Linked DNA regions of Mus musculus: region 1 is linked to region 2. The links are chromatin contacts, called in public promoter capture Hi-C maps. All regions are on one chromosome and are shown on one strand. The core of a region is the stretch at or near the end of the contact, and the rest is flanking DNA. Distances in the headings are between cores, read along the strand shown. Region 1 holds the start of Siah1b (siah E3 ubiquitin protein ligase 1B). Region 2 holds the start of Atg4a (autophagy related 4A, cysteine peptidase).

Evidence for each region. Promoter capture Hi-C pulls out the DNA fragments that hold promoters and counts their contacts.
Region 1: a promoter capture Hi-C map of pre-B cells shows a contact between it and region 2. The contact joins the promoter of Siah1b here to the promoter of Atg4a in region 2. A contact is called at or near these places in 1 of 39 promoter capture datasets (pre-B cells) and 1 of 484 Hi-C or Micro-C datasets (CD4 T cells).

Annotation. Positions count from the first base shown.
Region 1 is chrX:164,073,745-164,079,336 of GRCm38.p6, forward strand. It overlaps Siah1b (siah E3 ubiquitin protein ligase 1B), which reads right to left and starts at 2,749. Exons shown (of 4, transcript NM_001308385.1): 1 at 2,443-2,749; 2 at 1,834-1,925.
Region 2 is chrX:140,954,241-140,959,574 of GRCm38.p6, forward strand. It overlaps Atg4a (autophagy related 4A, cysteine peptidase), which reads left to right and starts at 2,667. Exons shown (of 13, transcript NM_174875.5): 1 at 2,667-2,731. The coding sequence starts at 2,722. It overlaps Psmd10 (proteasome (prosome, macropain) 26S subunit, non-ATPase, 10), which reads right to left and starts at 2,471. Exons shown (of 5, transcript NM_016883.4): 1 at 2,314-2,471. The coding sequence starts at 2,427.

The DNA of each region.
Region 1 (5,592 bases), core at 1,499-3,998, about 23 Mb after region 2:
ATTAGTAACTAGATGAACATGACCTTTTAAGCCTAAGCACATCAAGTGCGAGTGTTCTGAATAACCAGGCGAGGGAGGGTGTAGGCATAACCAGCAGCCAGGAATGTATTTTGGTCAGGGCTAATTCCTTTCAGTGAAACTACAATCAATGCTGGAGAAAAGAAACTGCCAGTGGCAGTGTGTTCATGATGCACTTTCAAGCCTCGGGTGGAACTAACCTAGCACTAGTAATGAGTTTCCTCTCCTACATGAATTAATAAACTGCAAAGAAGTTGAGAAACCCTTAGAGCAAAGTAATGTTCAAAAACACTAATTCATTGTCAATAGTGGATACATATTAATCATTTAAAAGATATTAGACATTTCATTAAACTCATCAAGATCACATATACACAAGTCTTGTCTCCGTGGTTTTCTAACAACATCATCCTTCTCAGGGGAGGTCTGGACATGTCTTGAGACCCTTTTGAATGTGATCAGGGGAGGTCTGGACATGTCTTGAGACCCATTTTAGTGTGATCATTTGGGGGAAGGTGCTATTGAGAGGTCAGAAATGCCCTTTAATAGCTACAGGGCTCAGGAAGATGCACACAATGGAGAATAATTAAGTCCTGGAGCTGAGGTGGCTCCATGGTCAAAGGCTCTTCCAGAGGACCTGAGTGAGTTCCAGTCTCAGTGCCATGGCAGGCTGCTCCTACCTGCCTGTGACTCGAGCTCCAGGTGACCCAGCAGCCTCTTTCTACTTTAGTGGACTCATGCAGAAGCCTACACACATACCCATAGTTAAAACTAAAATTATTATCTCCTATTATAATTACTCCCTTCTGCCTGGCATTATCAGGACCTGGATATTGTTGGGATTCAGGAGTCACCCCACAAACCACATGAACACCAACCTCAGTCAAACAGGGATGGTTTATTAAACAACACACCGTAGGACTGACTGACACAGCTCAGACTTTGGGAACTATGACCCCAAACATTTCTCAGGGCCAGCTTATAAAGGCTAAAACAACTAAAACCACAATGAGCTCATATGCCAATGTTGGAAGTCACATAACAGTTCTTTAATTTGATAGGTCCTACTGGTGAAGCTTATAGTTGTGGAATTTCTTAAGATTAACAAACGTCATAACCTCGGAACATAACAAGGTATGTGGTCAGCATGACCCTGCTTTGAGTCAAGTTATTTTTCTGTGTTAATGACTGGTACCCATATTACTGCAACAATATGAAATAGCTGGCAGGCATGGAACAAAATGTCTACAGCTATGTTACGGCAGGAGACCTCAACAGACATAACTTACAGGAAAGGACTAGAGAGGGATGTGAGAAAAACCATCTTCTAATTCACTCCATTTTCCATGTTCACAGCAAGGCACACACTTACACACCATCCAGCTAGAATTAACCCTGAACTGCTTGAAAATGTTAAAAATCTAACCTCTGGACAGGTTGAGATCCACAGAAATAAACAGAAGTATAGAGACCTGCCTTATCAAAAAAAGACGACCTCAAACAGGCCACACTAGACTCTGAGATAGTTGACACTGGTTGCAACTCTCTCTCCGTTTCTGCATAACTTCAGCATGCTTAAAGTTTCAAAAAGAAAAGCTTTGTTGTGCATACTAGTCATGCTCACAGTTCTTCGGGCACACACATGCCAACCAAACTTTTGGATAGCAAAGGGGAGATTGGCAGACTTACAGTCCAGAAAGCAGGAGAAAAAGCAACCGTGGTTTTCAGAAGAGATTATTCAAACTAAGGTGTACACATTCAAATTATTTCTCAAGCTTTTTCAGGAAAAGACAAACGAGGTGGAGTTATACTTACAAGTTTCCAGCAGCTTCAGTCCAGTAGCCAGCCCTTAATGCCTGCTGTCATCCGGATCCCAGGCACTATTTTGAAGTTCCTGGTCTCTCGATCTGGAGTAGGGCACAAAAGAAAAAAAAAAAAAAGATGTTAAGAACTTGAGAAGTGGAGACGGGTCAGACTTGTGTTCCCGACACTACTGTGCTACCAATGCCCACCCTGGAGGGTGGCGTTATCCGTCCCCCCCCCCCCCAATCCGGATGAGTTCCAGCGTCTTCAGCCTCGGTGTCTAGAAATGCAGTCGCCCCATCTCCAAACCGGATCCAATCCCCAGGGGTTAGTTAGTGACCCTGTACTGACGAGAGCGCCCTGGGAAGCCGGTTCCTGGGGGAAGCTCGAGTAGCCCCTCCGTTATACTCTCGGACCTACATCTTTCGGGTCTCCCCGGACCAAGGTACCTCAAGACAGTGCGTGTAAAGGCCAAAGGGGTAGTCCTTGTCCCCACAGACAGGCCCTGCGACCCCGCGGCCGCGGTCACACACAGTCGCCCATCCTTACCGAATTCAACCTCCGCGCGGGCTCCCGGCACGAGGCTGCCAGCCTATGAGGAGCTTGCTTACGCCCCCTTACCTCACGCCGCAGCCTCGCGAGACCTTGACTCCTGACCCGCCCTCTGTCTTGGGCCCAGAAACCGGAAGTCCCGCCCTCCGGTAGCTCCGGTTCCGGCTCAATCCGGCTCTGGCTCGCTCCGGCTCCGGCTCCGGCTTTCGACCGCAGCTCTACAGGGAGACCGCTGAGGAGACCCTGAGAACAGCCACAAGTGACTTGCCCAGGCCTTTGATCTCGAACAGCGGCATGCGATCACCCTTGCGCCTAAGACCACAGGCCGATTTTCGCGCTCCGCCCATGTCACCAGCCCGCCTCCATCCGTCGCTTAGACCACGCCTTTTCCTCCGGGCTGTACCACTAGCTCCTTCTTATGGGTGATGCCGTTACCATGGTGCCGAAGCCTGGCTGGGTCACGTCACGTCACGTCCCCTCTTTCGTTAGACTTTCTTATTGGCCTATCAGAGCTTGGCTTGAGAGCAAGCTATGAGCCCGCCTCTCAAAGAGACCTCTTTTCCCCTGCAAGCATATTTTACTGCTTTAAGTCTAAGACACCTCAGAGGTTCCCTAATCACCTACCGTGGCCTTCACCTTGGCCGCCCCTCTCTCGCCAGATCGAGTGTCTCTCTTGAAAAAGGATACCCCAAAGTCCCTCTTGAAAACAGTCCAAATTCTAGATGCTAAATAAATAAATAAATAAAAAGTAAAGTAATGACACTTTTATTTTTTCGTGTTTCTGCCAGTGGTAATTTATGAGCAGAAACCGATGGGAAACAAAACTGCTTGCCCAGTGGTGGGGTTCAGTGGTGGAACTGAAACCTCGCAATTCCTTTTCGTGCCTTTTTTTTTTTTTTTTTTTTTTTTTTGGTTTTTCGAGACAGGGTCTCTCTGTGTAGCCCTGGCTATCCTGGAACTCACTTTGTAGACCAGGCTGGGCCTCGAACTCAGAAATCTGCCTGCCTCTGCCTCCCAAGTGCTGGGATTAAAGGTGTGCGCCACCATGCCCGGCTTTTTCGTGCCCTTTTAATGAGACCTGGGGAGCCAACCCAGTGTTTCTTCCAGCCTCTCACTCAGCAGGCTTTAAATTTTAGACAGGTACGTGGAGGAAGCACACTGCCCTTCTAGTTCTTATGACTTTTTCTAGGCACCAGCTCTCCCTCATACTATGAAGCTCTCTAGACTGCACCACACTTTCATCTCTGCTTTGAAGCCCTCCACCCCTACCCCATACTCCGACATTACTCTTATAATTTGGCTCCCACAGAGACAATGCTAACCCAAAAAACTCTGAATGGGCACACAGGGAGGAAAAAAACCGTTCCATTCGCTCTTTGTTCCTACATTCAAAATCTGTGACTATATTCTGAAAGTACAAGAAGCCTGAAAGAATCTTGAAGTTCTTTGCTTCAAGGACAAGATAAATAAATAAAAAAAGATGTGATAAGAGACTGGATAGGTGGAACCAGTGCTTGGTAAGAGCTGGTGTGTTGATCCAATCGGCAGGAGTAGCTGGGAGCATGAAACCACTGGCCATTTCCATAGTAGTTACTACAGCCCTCACACAATCAAATTCTCAACAAATATTCACTGACAATATCGCCTTTTCATTTGTGTGGAGGGTTACAAGTTTCCCCTCCATCACACAAAGATTAGTTCCATGTGTCAGCAGTCACGATTTTGTGATCACTTTAAAATATGAGTTTCCCTCTCCTCCACTTTCCACCCTTGTGTGGCTTGAAGACAGTGTGTGTATGCACAGGGTAACAATCCTGACCTTAGACGAGCACAGAGTAAAGAACAGGTTTTTGGTGTGTGTGTGTGTGTGTGTGTGTGTTTTGAGACAGGGTTTCTCTGTGTAGCCAGGCTTCAAATTCAGCTATTCACCTGCCTCTGCAGTCCAAGTGCTAGAACTACAGGTGTCTGCCCCCACCTCCAGTTTTTTTTTTATAACTCTAAATATTTTTTTTAAGATTTATGTTACGGGTGGTTGTGAGCCACCATGTGGTTGCTGGGATTTGAACTTCGGACCTTTGGAAGAGCAGTCATGTGCTCTTACCCCCTGAGCCATCTCACCAGCCCCTCACCTCCAGTTTTAAAGAATAGGTTTTAACAAAGCATTTTTATTAAGTTCACCCTGGCCCTGAGACCCCTCATTTATTTCTCAAAATGCCATCCATGTTTTTTGTTTGTTGGTTTGTTAGTTTCTGCCTCACCCTATAAACATGACTGTTTTGAATTTGATAGCATTATTTATCCTTCATCTTTCAGAAATGACTCGAAGCAGCCTACTAAAATGTACACAACATTCTACAAGAGAAGTATTTTAAAGATTTGGACATGGGGATAAATGAGGCGAATAAATAGGCATCCAATTGCAAATCATCAGATTCAAAACAGTACTTGAAGGTGGGAAGTAGATGCGGCTCTACGTTTCTAAAAGGGCTACAGAACAGAAGAAATGAAACTTATTTTAAGGTTTTAGAGTATTCATAAAAGCCGATCAAGATATGGGTTTCATAAAGCATACTTCCAAACACTTGTCCTGAGGGAAACTTGTGATTCCTTGCTGGGGACAAAGAGCTAATCAGACTCCCTGACAGGCAAACAGGTAAGAGTTTGGGGCTATGACTAGGCAATAGATGGTGAGTTTCCAAGATGGCTGGCTTCTTCCTCATCCTCCTGACCAGAGACTAATGACAGGCAGTTTAAAACAAAGGCCCAAGGTGGATCTCTCAGTTCGAGGCCAACCTGGTCTACAAAGTGAGCTCCAGAACAGCCAAGACTACACAGATAGACCCTGTCTGAAAAAAAAAAAAAGCCTGTTGGGCGTTTTTTCTCTTACTAGTAGGGACCCCCTTCCTGTCCAACAAGTCCAAGGCCAAAACGGAACCTGTTTCCCCCAGACATGTGGAGCTCTCAGCCTCCCTTCCCTTTGTTCAAACTGATCAACCTTAAACTGGGGGCAAGACCCATCTCAAAAGACCTTTAAAATGCCCAGCCCTCATTGAGGGCTGGACTTTACCTTCTTGGCTCTCCCCCTCTACTTTGTAGAGGGTCTTTTTCTCTGTGTCCTTTGTGCTCTGTATGTGTGTGTGTGTGTGTGTGTGTGTGTGTGTGTGTATGTGTTTCCTCACCCCAACTAAAAGTCTTTTCTTTACTGCTGATTTTGTCTGC
Region 2 (5,334 bases), core at 1,417-3,916:
CATGGCGCCTACTATCCCCCATTTAACACATCAAGAAACTAAGACTACTTCACATAAGCAACTTATCCAGGGTCATGCAATTTACCCATGGTCTGGGCCTATGAAATCTCTATTACCACCAGACTTCAAGTGAGAGGCTCTACAGAGAACACGTGAATTTCTGTTTTGTTTCTGATCTTGCTATGTAGCCCACATTAGCTTGAAATTCTCAATGCTGTTCCTCCTATGTGCTAGTTTTACAGGCATATGCCACTATATGTGCTGAACACATGAAGGTTACAGTGAATGAAATGAGAAATGTTTATACAAATAGTTGAGAGTATTTTATAACACACCCCACAGAATCAGTGCAACAAAATTATTATTTTTTAAGTTAAGTATCATGATTCTTAAAGACAGTTCCTATTTGTGCCTATTGCTGTTCTTCTTAGTCCTGAGTAAATATAAAGTGATGGTTGTATGTATGTGTGTATTGTGTGTATGTGTATGAGTGTGAATGCGAGTGTATGAGAGTGTATGTATAAGAGTGTTTATACAGCCTTTAAATGACACTTAGGGAGGTGTCTCTTTGGGAGGAGATGCTGTTGGTACCCAGGAAAGGAGCCACAAGTGTCCACAGCCTTCCCTGTCAGTGTCCCCAGTCAGCCGTTCAACTTTATGAAAATTTCAAATACACATAAAATAGAGGAGATATGACAGCGATCACATGCCCTATTCCTTAGCCTTAACAACCAAAATCTTGCCATATTTACTTCTAGATTTTATTACTTGAATTTTCTTTTCAAACGTTTTATTTCCCTTTGAACTGTGTGCATGTGGATGGGTATGTGCGTGTGACCACATGGGCGTGGGGAGGCCAGATGCAATGAATCCCCCTGCAGCTGGAGTTACAGGAAGTTGGGAAAAAAGGAAGGTATGTGTTCCTAACCACTGGGCCACCTCTGCAGTCCTGCCGAGGTTTCTTTAAAACAGAATCCTAAAGGCCATGACTGTTCACCTCTAATTATTTCAGCACCTAAAAAATAAAATCACTTTTGTAAAACAAACAAGCACAAGATCATTATTGGACCTTTTAAAGTGACATTCCTTAACTCTTTGTCATGGTGGTAATGCAAACCTTCCAGAACTTGGGAGGCTGGACAGGAGGATCTTCATTGGAAGGACAGCCTGGATTACATAGGGAGATCATATCTTAAATAACAACAAAAAATTTACATAAAGTAAAAAAAATTATCCCACTTAAAACCAATAGTCTCCTATAAGCCCATTTCCAGGTGGTTTACATCTGGATGCAAATAAAGTCTATAAATTAATTGCATTTGGTTGTTGTATTTAACTTCTTAATCCTGATTAGCAGTCTCTTTTATGTCACTGACTCCTTATTTTTAGTGGATTAAGTCTTAATACACGTTATTAAATTTAAACCACATCACCAGACCATCACAAAAGCAAACGCGGTGAACATAGGGGAATTCTACTGTTGAGTAATAAAGGAAAATTCCAGGACAAAAAAAAGCAGTCTCTCCGATTTCTCTTCTAAAAGAGACAACATGGAAGTTCTGAAGTATGATGTACTGTCTTACTAATGTTTAACACTTGCCTCTCAACACAGAAGGCAACCTATGATTTGGAAAGTCACAATAAAAACCTGAGACTTAGTTGATCTGAACAGAAATACTTCCCAATGTCCATTCTCTTTTGTTTGCCACAGTTCACTCGCCCCACATGGAACCCCATTCTTTCTTCACAGTGTAAATCACCTCCCCTTCTATACAAAGCCCTTCCCAACTATTCCTATCATGTCTTCTCCTTCTATGTTCTGAAATGATGTAAACTTCTTTCTGGGGGATTTAAAATATGTAATAAGACATGTACCGTTATTTCATTTATGCCTGTTTTTTTCCGACTTGACTGAAATTCCCAGCTCCTCTCAAACTTCCTGACATACACACAAAGGGCATTTGGTTACTCGTGGGCCACTGACTGGGATTACAACTAAAGAAAAATCCACCTAACAAGCTTTTTTCACAGATCTCCATCGCGCTGTCTCTTAACTCTGGAAATTTCTGAGAAAAGCGGTGGGTGTTCTAGAAATATATGAAATTCAGCAAGCTTAGCTTCCCCTCCCCACCCTGTCCCAAAGTCTCTGAGGGGTTACAGTTGGACCAGGAGTCGTGTTTTAACCCAAGGCTACTAGAGGGAGGAGTGGGCGGGAGGAGCGCAGAAGTGGCCTCACACCAAGTTAGGACCCGGAAGCCATGTAGGGCTTCGTTGACACCCGCTGCTAGGCGACAAGCCCTCGGGCTGGTTTACCTGATCAGTTCTAGTAGCCAGAGATTTATCAGCCAAAATGCGCTCCTTCAACTCATCCAGCTTCCCACTGTAGGCCAGGTTACAGATCATTATGTTAGACACACACCCCTCCATTTCGCCTTCCCAAGACCTCCGTGAAACTCAAGCCCCGCCCACTCGCATTTCCTGTTCCGGCGACCAATCAAAGTACTAGAAATTCTCCAATCACTGATCTTTGTTTTCCTTGTAGCCCCGCCCATAGCCTGGAGCTTCTGGGAGTTGCAGTTTGAAAGCAGATCCAGGCCTGGAGGCGTCTTTGGAAGTCACTCAGTTCCGGGTCCTAGCAAAGTGGAACTACAAGTCCCAGAATCCTTAGAGAAAGCCGTAGTCAAGTTGCCGGTGGAATTGGCCCAGGATGACAGCTGGAGAATGGAGTCAGGTAATGGGAGCGGCTTCTGGTAGTACTGTGTGAAAAAGCTAGGGTGGGTGGTCTTTGGTGGGCCAGTAAGTTGGCCACATGAAATGAAAACTGTAGCAGCGCAAGAGAGTTCTGGGATCCTACAGATCTTGTCCCTCGGGGCCCTCACTTGCAGTGGCAGGCGGAAGGGACAGAGTTGGAGCAGAGTACTACCTCTGAGCTTGAACCATTGACTGTAGCTACCCTCCCCCTCCCTACCACTGTTTAAGGAGTGGAAAGAAGCACAGGCTAGTTACTCTGGCATTTCTCCGGAGTGGCATCAGAGTAAGGCTCTGCTACAACACAGGTTATACATTACACCATACAGAGGTGATGTGCCAGAATGATGCTAAAGACAGGGTGTGATGCCATAGGAGCCACTAGATACCTAAGAGACCTCAGTGAGTAACAGCGGTCACCTTAGGGATATCAGGGTATATGATGTTGTCACTTTAATAACATGGTAATGGCAATTACCATCGAGACTTTGCTAGATTGCTAAGCTAACAATGTGGATTTTTTTTTAAAGGTGAATTTCCAAATAGTGCTGCAGCAGAAGAGATGCAAGGCTTATCTTTTATAGAAAATATCAAAAAAGACATTAGAAAAATGTTAAAGATATATTTTTTAAAGTGACTGATGAAGTTTGTCTCCTTTGTTATGGTATAGAACAGGGCTTAGCAAACTTTTTATATAACGCCAGATCATAGTTATTTTAAGCTTTGCAGGACAGATGATAAAACCAACTCGAGAACACAAGTTATGACAAATGTTAATTGATGAAATTCGGGATATAATAATAGTGGAGTATGTGTTTATATAATGCTTTTAGCTTTTTAAAATTTTGTGTGAGTGTGTTTTCTGCCTGCATGTGTGTCTGTACACCGTGTGAATGTTGGATCCTCTGAGATCTGAGTTAGACAGTGTGAGTTGCCATGTGTGTACTGAGAATTGAACTCAGGTCTTCTGGAAGAGCAACCAGTGCTCTTAAACCCTGAGCCATCTTTCCAGACCCCAGTGAAATTTATTTTTAACACAGAAATACTAAGAGAACGGAATTCTTTGAGGGAAGTACTGTTTGCTTAGCTGATGTTTAAAGTTGCTATTTTCTATCATTAAAATTTATTCCAAATGTTCTTTTTAATCTTTAGAAAACTCTTTGAAAATATGTTTTCATGCAGTAAGTTATGTCCAAATATTGATAATCCAGGAACATATTCTTTTAAATACTAATTATTTTATTGCATCTTATTGATTGTGTGTGACCTGATTCAGCTTCTAAGAGTGTTGGTTTCTCTCCTCTCCTCTCCTCTCCTTTCCTCTTCTCTCTTCTCCCTCCCTCCCTCCCTCCCTCCTTCCCTCCCTCCGTGTGTGTGTGTGTGTGTGTGTGTGTGTGTGTGTGTGTACACTTACATACATGATGCCTGGCATGAGTGTGGAAGTCAGAGAACACTATTGGGAGTTGATTCTCTCCTTCAAGCATGTTGGGCCTGGGGATTTACCACAGGACATTGGGCTTACTTATGGAACCATCTGGAAAGCCATAAATTCTGATTTTGATTTAAATCAATGTAATAATTTTTCCATAAAGGTTTTAGATTTATAGAAAAATTGCAAAGTCCAGTGCAGTGACTCACACCTTTAACCCTAGTTCTTGGGAAGCAGAGGCAGCAGATCTTTGAGTTTGAGGCCAGCCTGGTCTACACAGCAAGTTCTAGGAGAGCCAGGGGTACATCTAGCAAGCCCCTGTTTCAAAACAAATGTTCCAAAGATAGTACAGAATTCCCACATATTTTCTACCCAGTTTCACATTTTCTCCCTATGTTAACAATTTGATTGTGATAACTTACATACCATAAAATTCAACTGGGGCTAGGGATGCCCAGTAGTAGAGCATTTGCCTCACATGCACAAGGCCTTACGTTCAATCCTCAGCACCAAAACAAAACTAAGTTAAGCTAAACTAAACTTAACTAAATAAAATACACCTGTTTAGATATGTAATTGGTTATTAGTAAATTTTCAGGTTTATGTGACTATCACAACAAATCAGTTATAGAATGTTTTGACCTTCAAGTAAGACCTCATGCCCATTTACTGTTAATCTTTATCTCCTGCCCAGGCAGCCGCTAATATATTCCTTGTCTATATAAAATTGCCTATTCTGAACATTATACTTAATTGAAATAATGTAATATGTGGTCTTTTGAGTCTGGTTTCTTTCACTCACCCTAATAGTTTTGAGACTTAACCATAGTCTTGTGCATGTAAGTACTTACTTTTGTTGCCTAATAATATTACACTTTATGGTAATACATTTTTGGTTATCTGCTCACCAACTGATAGAAATTTAGTATTTTTTCTAGTTGTTGGCTATTATGACTAATGCTGCTTATAACATTGATGTAAACATCTTTATGTGAACATTTGTTTTCTTCTTTTGTTGTAGTTACCTGAAAGTGGAATTCCTGGGTAATAGGATAATTTATGTTTAATAGTTTAAGAAATTACAAAACTTTTTTCCAAAGCAGAAGAAGCAGTCTTGTGTATGAGGCTTCTCATTGCAACCCATCCTCCTGCACATT